Linked DNA regions of Mus musculus: region 2 is linked to region 1. Evidence: chromatin contacts called from public promoter capture Hi-C data. All regions are on one chromosome and are shown on one strand. Each heading gives the region's core, a stretch centred on a gene start, on an enhancer-like site or on the middle of the called end of the contact. The rest is flanking DNA. Distances are from core to core; before and after follow the strand shown.

The links. Promoter capture Hi-C pulls out the DNA fragments that hold promoters and counts their contacts.
Region 2: a promoter capture Hi-C map of pre-B cells shows a contact between it and region 1. The contact joins the promoter of Odc1 here to the promoter of Sf3b6 in region 1.

The regions. Positions count from the first base shown.
Region 1 is chr12:4,816,212-4,818,911 of GRCm38.p6, reverse strand. It overlaps Sf3b6 (splicing factor 3B, subunit 6), which reads right to left and starts at 1,304. Exons shown (of 4, transcript NM_025323.2): 1 at 1,093-1,304. The coding sequence starts at 1,122. It also overlaps the pseudogene Gm20348.
Region 2 is chr12:17,543,505-17,546,204 of GRCm38.p6, reverse strand. It overlaps Odc1 (ornithine decarboxylase, structural 1), which reads right to left and starts at 1,332. Exons shown (of 12, transcript NM_013614.2): 1 at 1,037-1,332. It overlaps Gm22748 (a small nucleolar RNA gene), which reads right to left and starts at 59; the gene lies at 1-59.

The DNA.
Region 1 (2,700 bases), core at 55-2,554:
ATCATCATCCCCTGTAAAATTTGAAAAGGCTCTATACTCTTCTCAGCCAACATAGGATATGACCCGGGGCTCCACACTTCTTGAAGAAAACAGATATGATCAAATGGTAACTATATATTCCTATTGTAAACTTTATCCATCTATGTCCATCCAACCATTTTTTTCTTCTATTGGTGTACCAACCACTCCCCTCTTTACTTATTTTTGGTTGTCATGGTTTGAGGTGCTGGGAGTCAAATCCAGACTCACGCCCACTAGGCAATCACTGAGCCACATTCCAGTTTTACTCTGGAATCTTACATATCAGGTCTCTACCATTATGTTGGCTCACTCTCGTTGGTCTATAAAAAGCACTGTAGGTATCTTTAAAACAATTCAATTTCTCTATTAATAAGAAAAATCATAGAATCAGCTCTACAGTTTTGTCCTAACTCCTACCATCTTTTTATTTTACAGGAACTAAGTTTTCATTCACTGAAATGATTCACATAATCGCGGTTGCCCAAAATCTTCATCAGGATATCCAATGGTCAATTATGTGTCTTTGTTTTGGTGTGATTCTAAGTTTTAACCACTTCTTAATTTCCTGAAAGATGTTTTTTTTTTTCCTTAAAGGTTTTGGTAACACTCACTGACAACAGTAGAACATAAGCCCGACTAGTCCTTTACACAGTAGTGTTGAATAAACCCAACTGATGAATTGCTTCCCGTTTGTAAGACAAGAGACAAAGCAGGTGCTTACATAATATTAATAGAGGATTCCCAAAGTTCTACATTCGAGAAAAATCCCAGGCTCCAGCTGGCAAGGAACCAAATAGTTACTCCGTATGTCTTTTTGGACTCAGAAGAGCCTAACGCCTGGTCCTAGGCGTTACGAGGTCACTGATGCCAGGGGGCTCTCAATAGGGGTGGGGCGAAAAGTCGCTCAAAGAACACACCCCTGAGGACGAGCCCAGGACAGAACCTCCTTTGACAGAACTGATAACAAGCTTCCCCAACTATGGGCGGAGGGACAAAAAACGCTCCCCAGGCACGCAGCAACAGTCAAGCAACAACATCGCTTCCCTGTCACGCAGAAAGCGGGGTACTCACATTCGCCCTCTTAGCCGCTTGCATCGCCATCTTGGCGGGCTGATGTAGGTTACCGTAAGATCCCTCTGGATATTTCTAAACCTGATCGCCTTCGTGGGCGACACGGCGTCAGATACAGAGTATTTACAGCCAGGTAGCGCCGGAAGCTTTTACAGCAATGCCGGAAAGTCCGCGTCTCAAATTAGGACGCGTTTACTTCCTAGAAAAGATGCTCCAAGTCACACTACAGAGAACGCATTCTCAAGCCGGAAAGCGAACTAGCAAGCTCCAGAACGCTTCCGGATTGCGGACCGGAAGGGGCGGGGCGAATGCCAAGGGAAGGGAGGTGTTCCGCTTGAGGGGGTGTGGCTTAAGGAGCGAGGGGCGGGGTCCATGAGAGAGATCAGACCCAGAGCCTGCGATTTAGCGCGCCCAGGTCTCGGAGAGGAACCCGGCTCGCCAGCGCTTCCAACAGAGGTCCCAATCTGAACTTTGCTCGGAAGGCCGATCCCGGGGCCCTGGGCCTCAGGTCGCGCTTCACCTGACCGTCGAACTCCCTCACCCGGTTCCCGCGGCCCCTGTCCACGCAAACAGAGCACACAACCCGTCACATGCATCTTTTTATTTCCTTAGACCAGCTTTACAGGACATGGGAAGAGAGGCCACTTCCGAGTTTGCTCGGAGGTCCTCCTTCACTAGGGCAGCTCCAAGACGATTTTGCCCGCGCTCCTGTTAGCCCCCACATATTAGCCACTTGAATATAAGTTGCCGGGTAGACTCTATCAAGAACCAGCAGCAGACGTTGGGGGCTGTTTGCAGAGAAAGGCAGAATCTGCTCCGTGGAGGTTTTCACCGGCGTTTGTACTAAGGAAAAGATTATCAGCCTGAAGAAAGGCCTTAACCCTGTTATTCTCCATCCTGCCTAGCCCTAATGTTTTGAGTATCTAAAACAGCACACCCTTTCACTTCCCATCAGGAAAGAGCATGCTTTCAAATGTGCACCCTCATTCTGTACCAGGTAAGACTGAAGGCTGCAGTAAAATACTAGTGCAAGTGACAGACTTACATAGCTTAACACAAAAGGAATGCTGAAGCCTTATCGCTGCGAAACTGATGGGATATACTCCCAAAGCTGGCTCCTTCTATGATGCTACAGAGGATTTTAGGAACATAAACCTGTCGAAGGTCCAAGCTTACATAGGCTTTTTTGGTATACTGAGAAGAGGTCTACCCTGAAAACAAAGCCGTGGGCCTATGTGAAGACTTAATACTGTGGCCATGTTTTTGCTCATTCTGATAGAAACATATAAATATGAAGTATAGAAATACGTGGGAGGGTTTAGAGAATTAATTATCTGAACACAGTTACCAATTGGTACACAAGGTAGCAGACTTATTTATAGGCTCCCTAAAGCAAGCTGTTTGTACAAAGGCAGTTTTCTGGGTGACAATCCTACTTTCTTTCACTTACCACCCACCTCATTATCCCTAGATCGAGCAAACTAGTGATCCGACTACCTCATTTAAAAAGTAGTTTTAAAGGCTGGGCGTGGTGGCGCACGCCTTTAATCCCAGCACTCTGGAGGCAGAGGCAGGCAGATTTCTGAGTTCAAGGCCAGCCTGGTCTAC
Region 2 (2,700 bases), core at 83-2,582, about 13 Mb before region 1:
AGCATGGGACACTATGAGAGGCCCACGGGGAAGAGCCTGCCATAAATCCAAATCCATGCATGGTTAAACATGTTAAGCCTTAATTTAACGAGACTTTTGGCAATGTCAACTTCCGTTAGCTGCCTAAACCTCTCCTAAGTTAAGACTAGAGAAGAGAGCCAGCCAACTCGTTGTATATCATTTACAACTGATGAATGGGCTTTGGCAGTAACTTTGTAATTTTAGGTCTTAAGTATTTTCCAGGCAACCTTCCGGTTTAAACACGAAAAGCTTTGAGATACTGTTTTGCCTTTCTGTAGCTTTGCCTAAATAATATAATAGATAAGATCTGAAAGAAAAATGTTACTAACACATTTTGGTATGGGAAGTAGCTAAATCGTGTCAGACAATTAGCACAAGAAGGTAACTCTGGAAGATATAAGCCAATTAAAACAGAAAAGAATTCCAATCAGTCAAAGTCTGCCCGATCTTAGGTTTGAATAAAACAAACCACTACATTCTTTGTCCTCTCCCAGACATTCCTGACAGGCTCTGCCCCCCACACTTTTTCCAGTTATTGAGGATTCTGAGTAGGGTTTCCGGGACAGCCGGGAACCCGTTTTCCCCTAAACCACTAAGTCATTCAAGGAGTTCTAATTCCAAGTCACAGCTGGTGGGTATTCATTAGCAGTGACTCCCAGACTAAATTTGGTCTACCAACTTCCACTCCGGGTCATCGCCTCTGCTCTGTACACGTAGTGAAACTAAAGAAAGCAGCAGGAAACTAACTGCAGGACCGCTGCTCGCGGCCGCGCTCCCCTGCACCTGCCGCGGGCTTGCCCTCCATCATCACCCGGGCAAGTGGAGCGCTGAGTCCGGCTGACGCGAAGAGGGCTCCCATGGGGGGATCCGAGGGCTTGCAGCCGAGGTCCAGGAGCAGCTGCCTTCAGGGCGGCGGCTCGCAAGGTCACCGGTCCCGGGCCACGTGTCCCCTGCCGGCGGCCGCAGTCCGGGCCTCGCGACACGTGGCCGCACATCCCTCCCGCGTCCCGCTCACCTCACAGCACGGTGGCCCGGCTGGCCTGACCCATGGAGGCGCCGCCGCCAAACCCCGAGGAGCGCCCGTCCGTCCGTCCGTCCGCCCGCCGCCGCCGCCCCGTCAGCCGCCTCGTCGAGCCCGCCGCAGACGCCGACCGGAGGTGGCGCCGAGCTGCTGGCTGAGGGCGGCCGGCGGTGGCGGCTGCAGGGACTGACAAAGCCCGACGGTGCGACGCGCCGCTACTTATACGCCGAGCACGTCGTCATGGAGACGCACCAGCTCAAACCAGCCGCGATCGGTTCCGGCCGGGAGGCGCGGGGGAGGGGCGGGGACTCCGTGGCGGCCAACCCGGGTCCCGGCGCCGGAGGCGGGGGACGCGGGCCGGGCGCGTCAGTGGGGCGGGGCGCAGCGCGTGCCCACCCACCCGCCCATACGCCCCGCGCTCCCCGCCGGGCCTCGTGTCGGACACGCCCTGCGGCAGGCCTGCGCACGCGCACCACATCACCAGTCCTGGCTGCCAGCATGCCGCAGGGCCCTATGGGCAGCGGGCGGGAGTCGGCTGGTGCATGCGCACATGTACCTGGTCGCCAGTCTCTCGCCCCCTACCTCTCCGCCTAGGCACACAATCTCTTCCCCCTCTCCAGGTCCTAACGGCTGAACCCAGACCTGGAAGACTAGCAAAATTCTTCCTCGGCTTTCCATTCAGGGGGTGGTATTCCCTAGCGGGGCAGGCGTATCGCAGATGCAAGCGGAGGATGGATGGGCCGTGAGCTGTGCGCCGGCCACATAGACTAGACTTGGTGGCGCAGACTGACCCTGCATCACGACCCTGTATGCCTAAGCCTGAAAGCTTGCTGAGAGACAAGCCCGCGGAGGCTGACCCGGCCACTCCGTGTTATGTTGGTGGCTTCCAACTAGATGTTAGGCATCAGTTGCATGCTAAGTACGCCTTCTATCTAAGCAAGGGTCGTATTGAAAGGCGTGTTAGGGACAAGGTAAGAGGTGGTGGACAGCCACCAGCTGTCTCTCTTATTCTGTCTTTCAGGGTAGCTACAACTTTGAGAAGCCTGAATGCGAACAGAGTCTGGGCAGTAAATTTGTATCCACCAAAGTTACATTGTTAAAGAACAAGTGGGACTGACTTACATATTCAGTATTGGAAAAACACACGAACACTACAATTTGTTACTATGTATACTATGTATACGATGTTAATGGTTTGTTAATTCTCAGTTAAAACCCCTCTCCCAGCCCAGACGTTGAGATACCATAGCAGTACCAAAAAACTAACTTGAATCACAGCAAAGGAAAAAACTTGAAGCTTTTCAAGGGCCTGAGCAGGGCCAGATGACCCACACCTTTAATCCCAGTACTCAGGCAGAGGCAGGCTTTTGTTTATTTGTTTTTTGTTTGGTTTGGGTGGTTTGTTTTTGAGACCTGGCCTCTCAGTTTAGCCCTGGCTTTAGTGGAACTCTACCTGCCTCTGCCTCAAGAATGCTGGGATTAAAGGTATGTTCCTTCTCTGACCAGCTAAATCTCTTAAGTTTGAGACCAGTATAGTCTACAAAGAGTTCCAGACCAACCACGGCTACATAGTGAGACCCTATCACAAAACAAAGTCAAACAAACAAACCCCACTGGCTTTTCTCCAGAGGTCCCTAGAGAAAATCCACAACCCAGCT